Linked DNA regions of Mus musculus: region 1 is linked to region 2. The links are chromatin contacts, called in public Hi-C maps. All regions are on one chromosome and are shown on one strand. Each heading gives the region's core, a stretch centred on a gene start, on an enhancer-like site or on the middle of the called end of the contact. The rest is flanking DNA. Distances are from core to core; before and after follow the strand shown. Region 1 has its middle 17 kb from the start of Gm30761. Region 2 overlaps Med27 (mediator complex subunit 27).

What was found. Hi-C and Micro-C count contacts between places; a contact is called where the count stands out from the background.
Region 1: a Hi-C map of cerebral cortex shows a contact between it and region 2, with 4 times the contacts expected there. The contact joins two enhancer-like sites. A contact is called at or near these places in 1 of 39 promoter capture datasets (hippocampal neurons), 1 of 15 datasets of contacts at CTCF or cohesin (CD8 T cells), 6 of 484 Hi-C or Micro-C datasets (the HL-1 cell line, cerebellar granule neurons, cerebral cortex and 2 more), 3 of 115 datasets of contacts at active chromatin or transcription factors (all in embryonic stem cells) and 1 of 9 other capture datasets (embryonic stem cells).

What each region holds. Positions count from the first base shown.
Region 1 is chr2:29,560,902-29,565,643 of GRCm38.p6, reverse strand. No RefSeq gene overlaps it. Among named protein-coding and RNA genes, the nearest start is that of Gm30761, 17 kb to the right of the region's middle. Within about 2 kb of position 1,468, at least 30 of the 459 cell types and tissues checked have an H3K27ac peak or open chromatin away from gene starts, as enhancers often do. A contact at or near this core is called in cerebral cortex, where this site is marked.
Region 2 is chr2:29,465,785-29,471,038 of GRCm38.p6, reverse strand. All of the region lies in intron 3 of Med27 (mediator complex subunit 27), which reads right to left. Among named protein-coding and RNA genes, the nearest start is that of Mir133c, 6.9 kb to the left of the region's middle. Within about 2 kb of position 2,233, at least 29 of the 459 cell types and tissues checked have an H3K27ac peak or open chromatin away from gene starts, as enhancers often do. A contact at or near this core is called in cerebral cortex, where this site is marked.

The sequences.
Region 1 (4,742 bases), core at 219-2,718, 95 kb before region 2:
AAAAAACGCTCCGGGAGAAGGGGAACTCGGATGCAATGCTTTCTGGGAACTTGACCAATGAGGGATCAGAGAGCCATCCTTGCTCTCCCCCCACCCAGCAGGGGTGGGAGCCCCTCCCCTTCTGATTCTTTATTCTGCAGCAGGTGTAGTTCGGGGCTCAGGGCTTATTTGATGTTTGGACCCTGCTTGGCCTCTGTAGCATGAACAAAAATGGAGATGGGGATATATGGTCCCTCGGTCTCTGAAGAAAAACAGTCTAAAGCTTTCAAGTGCGTAAAGTGGCCGTAGGGGACAGTGACCATAAAGGGCACAGGCTATGAAGTCCTGAGGGCAGGGTGGGATCCTCTGAGTAGGTGGAAGCCTTCCTCCTGTTCCCTGTGCACAATGTATGGCCAGGCTGACCTTCAACCTATGGTGGTGGTGGTGGTGTATGTATGCTCAGTTTCTTTGTAGTTAGCTTTCAAAGATGTGTTTTTAAATTATATGCATGTGTGTGTGTGCACATGACTCCAGGTATCCTGGAAGGTCTCTGCAATTGGAGTTACAGGCAGTTGTCAGGCACTGGGGCCTGAACCTGAGTCTTTGACGAGAGGAGTCTGCATGCTCTTAACTGCAGAGCCAACTCTCTAGCACACAGGCACATTCTTTTGCAAACATGTAAAAAAAGGGCAGTTGTCAGCCCCATGGGTGCAGGGACCTCTTCTGCTGGTCTGTCCCAGCATCACCAAGGGCACCTGTGCATCACCCGTGCAGTGCTGGGGATGTGGGTGCTGAGCAGGTGTTGGCCAAGTTAGAGATCATTCCAGGTGATCTAGGGCTCTGTCTCTTTGGGAACCCTGACAGAACATCTGGCTCTTTTCTGTGGCTTTGGCCTAAGCTTTTAGAAGATAACATGTGTGTGTGTGTGTGTGTGTCGGTGTGTGTGTGTCGGTGTGTGTGTGTGTGTGTGTGTGTGTGTAGTCAAGTTCAGGTAACCCTCTGGCAGGTTATGGGAGAAATAGGGTAGGGAAGACAGACAACCTGGCAAGTGGTTCTTGGTCAACAAGGAATAGACTGCCCTGATGAACAGTTGGCCAGATTCCACATCCCAAGCTACTATGGTCCGGGGTCCCTAGGATGTGGAGCCTCCTGGGTCACACCACTTCAAGCTCAGACCCAGGTAGGACTTCAAAGATGGCGCTGGGAGAGCTGCTGGCTTGGTCTAGCCTGTGAGTAAACAAACAGGAACCCCTTGAGTCCCCTGCAAGCCCGGACCTCAGGAACAAGGCAGGCCTGTGGGAACTCAGCTTCCATACCTGGGCTTGTGGATCCTCTGGCAAAGTTAGTGCCAGTCAAGGAGGTGAGGCAGTCCCAGCTGGCTGGGCCCGAAGGCTTCCGGTGAAGTTGCAGCCCTTTGAGACACTGACTAATAAGCTCTTCGCTTTCTGAGCTGAGTGACTCAGTCACTTCATATAGGATCCCATCTGTCAGTTCTCTCAGAGCCAGTCGGTTTCTAGGCCTCTGGCCAATTAAAAAAACCCGACTAGCTTTGTGTGACTCTGCCGAACAGCTAGTCCTGGTGAGCGTTGTTTGCCTCTGTGGAAGGAGGCCTCTTGGCTGCCCTTGTAGATCCTGCCTTGGAGAGAATTTCAAGTTGTGTGGACAGAAAGGACCAGGAGGCAGCAAGCTGCAAGGAGACACGCCCCCGATACATAGCTGAGCACGCCTCATGAGTAGAAGGCTGTACAGGACAGGAAGTGGAGATCTCATTCACCCTTTGCGTCGATTTGAGTTTTGGTACTCGACACCCTGGAGAGACCTTGGACTTTAGGCTTGATGTAACTGGGTGTGGGGGCAGGGAGTATGGACAGCCTAGGTCGTCCCCAGGACTGGTCACACACTGGATTCTCAGTCTCCTTTGTGCCCCTCAGCCAGTTAGCCTTGCTAATGTCCAGGGGTTGCTTGGGGCCCGAACAAGCTGCTGAGGCCAAGGGGTGGAAGCTGGGGCACCATTGCTTCTGGTGACAGAGACAATGTATATTTCCTGTGGGTAGCCACCCTAAGGCTGATTTGAGCTGAGTTAGAAAACCCCTTTAAGTGTAGGGAGAACTGTCCATGTGGGTGCCTAGGGCAGAGCTACTCAAGAGGTGAGTGCTGGGTTGTAGTTTTTATAGTAAAAGCCTTGGCTCCAGGGGCTTCAGCAGCTTGGTTTGGCCACCATCCTGATACATCCAGCGTGCTAGCTAAAGAGGCCTGTGGTGGTGAAAGCAGGGAGAAGCTGTCCCCCAGAGTGTGCACACTGCAAAATGTTCACTAGTGTGTGCACACTGCAAAGTGCAGATGAAGGGTCTCAGGTCCATCTTCAGGGAACTGATGTGAGGATTCAAACTTTAGATTCAAGTAGAATTGGGAGAGGTACCCCTTCCCCCCACTGCACCCGGGGGAGGGGCGCAAGAGGTGTGCTGACTCAGCCATTCAGAGCACACACACTGCTCTTGCAGAGGACTCAAGTTCAGTTCCCAGTTCCAGGGCATCTGGCGTCCTCTCTTGATTTCAACACACACTTGTGCTCACACAGACACATAAATGAAAATCAGAAAATAAATATATATATATATTTTAAATGTGCCTGCCTCAGGTCTATAGGGTACTCTGAGAAAGTCCTTATTGCCCGAGGGGACAAGCTGGAGCTCTGGAGGTGGACATCCCTGTTGCAAGGTGTGTCCTCTTCCTTTCGAACAATCACTGTCAGCTGGTGCTGGTCTGTCTGTCCTATGAGGCTCTGCTAGTTCTGGAATCTAAGGTGACATGTGGACAATGGCTAGGATGTTACAGGGCCTGGAACAGAACATTGGAAGCTGATAAGGCTTCCTTCCACTCTTACCTTCGTAATTTTGGCTTTGAAGGAGACTGAGAAGGTCATGGTCCTCCTGGTTCTAGACAAGAGTGAGTGACACACAGGCTGTAGGCATGTGACCATAGTAAAGCAGACAAATACGGAGCAGAGGCACAGACAGACTCATCCTGCCTTTATTTACCAGGGTCTACGTAAGGAGACCATGAGCAAAATATCTAAAGGGAATGCCAGTTAGAGGTGCCTTGGGACTGCACAGATCAAAGCTGTCCACAAAGGAAGTGGGGACTGAACCTGTACCCCAGAACCCATAGCAGAACAGCTGTCAACCTGGGCCTCTTCTTTCAAAATTTTATTTTCATCATTGATTTGTATGTATGTATGTATGTATGTGTGTGTGTGTGTGTGTGTGTGTGTGTGTGTGAATGTCTATGAATGTGTGTGCATATGTGGGGGTATGTGTGTGGAGGTCAGAGGACAACTTGTGGTAGTCACTTCTCTCCTTCCACCATGTGGGGCTGGGGATTGAACTCAGGTCATCCATCTCAGTAGTATTTGTCTTTACCAGCTAAGTCACCTCTGTGCCCACCCACACCTCTATAGATCCCCGGTGAACACCACCCATTCCTGGGTCTAGTAGTCCTCTCCATACTACGTAAGAGACTGGCCTGCCTGCCCTTCCAGGCCCATCTCAGGATGCCTCCACCTCCAGCCACTCTAGTCTTGTTCCCGGAATCTCCTATGCCTTAGCTCTCACCCCAGGGCCTTTACACATGAAGTTCCTTCTGTCCTTGTGGACTTTACTCCCACCTCCAGCTGCTGACTTCTGCTTAAACCTTCCCTATCTCCGACCAGCCCAGTCCTCTTTCCTCTGGCTAGGAAAACTATGTGGATTTCTGTCCAACCTGAGTTGTCAGGTGTATCTCAGACAGAGTGACAGGAGTCAAAAGAGGATGCTGGCACCCCGTGCCTGGGTATGGACCCCACCTGGCACAGGTGCCCTATGGGCAAGGGTACCCATTCTCTCTCTCCAATTCTGAGTGCCATTTAGCTCTGGCTAGGGGCCAATTGGGGGCAGGGTGAAGGATTTCTTCGGCTTCCCTAGAACTGTCCGACATAGCAGCTGCCCTGAGCTGGCAGGGCAGTGAGGTCCTGTGGGGATCTGGAAGGCATTCAGGCCACAGGCTGCAAGGCTCAGCTGGTGGCAGGCTCTGCTCCAGCGGAGTGACCTCTGCCTGTGACCCCTCTGGCCATGTTGTATCCTCAGGACCCAAAACCTTCCCTGTGCCTCTGAGTACTCAGGGCTTCCCCCAAACACCTCCATTCCTCAGGTATTAATGAGGCCCTTGGTTGGCATTAGTCACTGGCAAGGGCTGAGCATCTGACATGAGATTGGGTACTCAGCTTCCCCATCTGTGTACAGCAGGTCCAGACTGACATGATGAGGGTACACACCACATGTGGGGGTGCATGGTTCAGCAGCACCTTAAGATATGTATCTCGGGGCTGGTGAGATGGCTCAGTGGGTAAGAGCACCCGACTGCTCTTCTGAAGGTCAGGAGTTCAAATCCCAGCAACCACATGGTGGTTCAACCATCCGTAATGAGATCTGACTCCCTCTTCTGGAGTGTCTAAGGACAGCTACAGTGTACTTACATATAATAATAATAAAAAAAGATGTGTATCTCAGTTCAGGCACAGCAGAGGGCTTACGACCCTGTAATTCCTGCTCTTGGTGATCTGGAGCCCTCTAGTGGCCTCCACTGACACCCACACTCATGTGAACATACATGCAGAAACACACACACACACACACACACACACACACACACACACACACACAGTCTTTCTAAAAAGTGTCTGGCACTCAGCAGGCCTTGACGTTGCCACTTCTCTTTTCCTGTCCCTG
Region 2 (5,254 bases), core at 984-3,483:
TACAGGACTCCACTGTAAGCACTGTAGGCACACTGTCGGCCTGTGCTTTGGCTGTGCCTTCTCTAGTCAAACCCATCCAATAGTGGAGCTTTCCGTTTTCGTGGATTTCTGTTTGGCTTTTATTTGCTCAGCCTCTCTGTCCCTATTCCCACTTTATTCTTAAATTCCTGACTCTAAAACTTTTCTTAGCATAGTCAAATACATCAGGTGAGCTAGCAGCTCCATTTTCATCCCTCCCCTGACCGTGGAGTCTGCATCTCTCGGAGCTTAATACTCACTGAGACCACTGGCATTAAGCATGAGGCATGGTGTTGGGTACTTATTAAGGACTCACAGATGCCATGCATGCTGACAGGTGGTCCCAAGAGCCCTCCTGCCCTGCAGTGGAGGCTCACTGGGAACATGCCAGCTCACAGCACACACAGAGCTGGCTTTGCTCCCTACATAGGACACCCTGCCAGTTCACTGTCTACCCACACCAACACAAAAGGTGCGTCCAACTCAGCAGCCAAGACCCCCAAAAAGCTATTAATGGGTAGGAAACTTAATCATACACTCTCTACATCAGGGACATGTTAAGGTATAGTTTCTGGGGGAAAGCAGAGATGGGCTCCTTGATCACGTGATATGAAATTCCAGTTGGAAACCTGAGGCTCATGAGAGGGAGTGCAGAAGAAGGCTATCTGGTAAAAAGTGCCAAGGAAGTCAGAAGGCGGTTCTCAGGACTGTCCTGTTGGGTTGGTTTTCATGTTGGAGGAGGGCAGGAGAGGCTGCAAAGGCCTGATAACAAACAAGGGCAGTGGGCAGGTGGGCATGAAAAGAGGTGGTGCTGGCTGGGGTGCTCCTGTGGAAGGTGGTGTCAGGGATTCTGGTGGACTACAAGTAGCCCACAGATTCCACAGGGCCACAGCAGCAGCCAGCTTCCCTTCTCAAGAGGACTTCGACCATCATGTGAGTCTTGCTATTAAGAGCTGAAGTTGCTCCAAGCATTTCTTCAAGGCCCCACCCTACTAAGAAGTAACAGCTTCACAAGTGTCATTCCTAGGTGACAGGGAAACAGTCAGGGGATCTTTGGTGATTCCCTGACTCACAGCCTCATGGCATCTAAGCATAACTTAATTGCAGAGGTGACTGGAAGAGAGGGAGGCGCAAGCATGGTACTGTCCAGTGTCTACTGAACCAACAGAAGTTGCATGACAAAACCATGCCAACTCAGGGGCTGGCGATGCTCATGCTCACCTTCAGATACTTCCCCAATCTATATGTGTGCTTTCAACCCATTTCTTCAGACTCAGCAGAAGCAAACAGCTTCTGTCCAGTGTGAATGGAGGTCACTGCTAAGTATATGCTAATGTGAGGGGCAGGCAGTGTCTTGTGCATAGTCTTTAATCAATAGCCATCATAGCTCTGGAAGGGAGCTGGATGAATATGCACAAGTTCAGCACAAAGACCATCATAACCTGATGTCTTGTATCCTTCACCTTGAAACCTTCAGCATACCACCTGGAAAATCAGGCTCCTTAGCAGGCTGGAAGACCCGAACAGTGGGGTTATCCTGGGCCACATACAAACTTGGAGGCAACCTCACTCTACTTTCCTAGAATTCCAAGCCAGCCACCTGGTCCAGATTTTGTTCATTGCATCCAGAGTTGCAGTGGGCATCCCTGGTCATTTAGGGACTCTTACTTGGAAGGGAAGGTTGTGGCAGAGAAAAGATAGTTCCTAAGAAAGGTAGCTGCCACAGGCACAGCACAGTTAAGAAGCCCAGGGTGGGTGGGTTTTCAGTGGTTTCCTCCCTGCCCACCCACCTGCCTGTGATCTTAGATAAGGCTCAGCAAGCTCATTTGAAAATTCCATTGAGCAGAAATGAATTTTAAGGAGGCTGTTTTTCTTCTTAGGCCTAACATAAAGGAGATACAGATTCCTTTGTTACAGGTGACATTATGCATTTGCCAAAAAGAGACCAAAGAAAGTCAGCTGCACCTTTAGCTGAGGAAAACAGCGTCTAGATTTTAGATGCAGAAATCAAAACATTTCATTTTTAAATAGACCCAGCCTTAGAGATACAAATGAGCCACTAGTAACTTGACAGAAACCAGGGAGGCTTGCCACACCAGATTAAAAGTCTGGAGACAAAAATGGCTTTCTTTCTGCAGAGAGTGGGGGCTGGTATGTGTGGGGTGGTCTTTGGCAATGCTTCTAGAATGCTGCCTCCCAAGACAGCGGGTGCTGCTCGTGTCTGTACTGTGCTCGCAGAGTACGCCAGCACCACGCTTACAGAGCCGGGCTAAGGACAGGTAGGAACGACTTGCTCTCCTCCCACACTACCACCATATGTCACACTCCACTAGTGGCAGAATCAAATTACTTTAATTTTTACCTTTAGAGTGGAGGCAAACAAGCAGCACACCGCAGCGGTGACGAGTTTACACTTGAGCAGACGCGGCCTGTGCGGCCCGCACGGAAAGACATTAATTTGGAGCCAAATTGAGCAGTGAGTCACAATTTGCACATATCTGTCAACCTGCTAACAGGGTAATAACTTGGAAGGCTTGCTGTTCCTATTTACATTACAGGAGCCTTTCAAACATGGAGAAGAGGCTGGGTTTCCTTTACTCCAACACAGCTACAAGGCCTAGGAACACAAACTTCTAGAAACCACAGGTTCAGATCAAGGTGTGAGTATTTTCAGGCAGAAAGTTAACATTTAAGTTTGTTTCTCTGCCCCATCCTTAATGAAGACCAGGCACTCAGTGGTTTAGGAGATGAGCTTGTGCAGAGAAAAGCAGGCACTCTTCTCTCCCCAGGTTTCCAATGGCTTCCGAGGATGGGACTGCAGAGTGACTCTGGCAGCAGAAACCACCCTCCCTACCTGCACTCCTAGACATAACACACACCTGGGCCCTAAGCTTTGCTTTGCTTTGCTTTGCTTTGCTTTGCTTTGCTTTGCTTTGCTTTGCTTTGCTTTGCTTTGCTTCCTTCCTTCCTTCCTTCCTTCCTTCCTTCCTCTCTCTCTCTCTCTCTCTCTCTCTCTTCTTTCCTTCCTTCCTTTCTTTCTTTCTTCCTTGCTTTCTTTCTTAAAAAGATTTATTTGTTATTATACATAAGTACACTGTAGCTGACTTCAGACACTCCATAAGAGGGCATCAGATCTCATTACAGATGGTTGTGAGCCACCATGTGGTTGCTGGGATTTGAACTCAGGACCTTCAGAAGAGCAGTCAGTGCTCTTAACCACTGAGCCAACTCTCCAGGATTCTTGTTTCTTTAAATGGCCTTCACAGGAGTACTGAAGACCACTAGCACCCCATAAGTTGCCCTGCCTAGTGACCCACTGACAGCATCTCCAAGAGGTGGTCTGCAGGTAATTTCTGCAGGCTGGCCAGTGTCTCCATGTAGCCATATCATATCAGATTGGCAGAACGCTACTCAGCTACTTCTCCCAAAGTCAAACAAAGGCTTTTGTAAATATGGACAGTTGCTGAGTTTTCCTAAGCTCTTCACTGACGATTTTTAGTCTCCTTAGGTCCCAGATCCCTAGGAGAAGGTACTGAAAACTATATGACATTTCACATGCAACTTTCTGCACTTTATAGCTCTTAAGAGTCTATTTGTGAACCCTGCCTGATTTAAGTATCCTTGTCTAGACCCTTCCAAAATTAAGGTCTCTGGTTTTCTTTGTAGAGTATGCATTCTGCCTGCCTGCCTGCCTGTATGTATGTATGTATGTATGTATGTATGTAACACTGTATCACACAGTCCTGAAGTAATCACAACTATAATAGTTGTGTGGATCTTAAAGTCATACTTCTGTAATGGAGCTGTTATGTGAGCTTATTACTTAACTGACAAATTAAAAACTGCACCTCTTTTTCCCTGTGAGTGTGCTCTGAAACACACACACACATTATGGGATGGCTATTATCAAACTAATGACCACGTGCTTTTCCTCACATACCACCTTTTCTGTCAGCGGTTTTCAAGACTGTGATAACCTATCATTAACTCTAGCCATTTATGCTCTAATGGATCTTTTGAGCTTATTGCTAACAATCGTGCTCTCCAGGTAACATCCCCATTCGCTCTCCCATCCAAGCCCTTGGTAACCACTGTTGTACAGTCTTCCCCTAGGAATTCGACTCTTTCAGATTTGACACATGAATGACAGACACCCTGGACTATTTAATCTGTCTGTGACTGGCTTATTTCATTTAACACACGACTTTCATGTTCCTTCATACTGATGGGGTTTCCTTCTTGTCAAAGTCCCAATTGTGCCCACACCATGTTTTCTTTATCTGTTAGTAAGTTGATGGGCACATGTGATGATCTTGACTACTGTGACTAAAACTGCAGGAACATGGGAGTGCAGATGCTTCCTCTTACTGCCTGTGCGCAGACTGAGAGGTGGGACTGCTAAGTCACATGGTGCTTCTGCTTTAGCCTTCTGAGGACCTTCCCTGCTATTCCCTGGCATTGCACTCACATCCGGTCCCCATCAGTGTGTGAGCGTCCCTTCCTCCCACGTCCTCTCAGCACTCAGCTCTTGTAACAACTCCTCTCTCCACACCAGGCTGTGATCTGACAAGAGGTGCCAGCTTTGCAGGGCAAAGCCACACAACCCATGCCTTCTAGGGGTCTTTGCTTGTCTAGGAAAAGCCTCCTCTGTTTTCAGAACCACTCCTGAGACAGGGCTCAGAAAGGACTCAAGTCTCAAGTCCTCAGAGGCCAAGGCGAGCCTCCAACGCAGCTATCGCTCCCTCCCTTCCAGCCTCAGCTGCCACCCCCTTCCTTACACTGAGCAATCTTCCTGAAGCACTCTTTGCCCAGCCAGGCCCACCACAAATCCCTGGTTATTCTTCCGTAGGCTAACTTCCTCAGGAAAGCCTTCCCTGGCCCTGTCCTGTTCACATCTCTCCATCAGTACATCCTACCCCACACAGCACTTTCAAATTCTGTCACCTCTGCACATTTCTAACTACACAATTTGTGAGTGATTATTTCTTTAAAGTCCTACTTCCCTGCAGTGTTCTGGAGGGTCATGTGACTGCTCTCTTCCTTGTACTACCCAGCGCCTTGCCACAGTGCCTGGTGCTCCTTGAATACTCATTGAATGGGTAGACAGTACATTAGAGATTGCCACATGGACCCAGGCTAGGCCATTATGCAATGAGATGCACAGTTCTCTGCAGCGGATGAAGAGGCAAGGTGTGGCAGAGGTCACTACATTAACCACGGAAAGGCATGCACAATG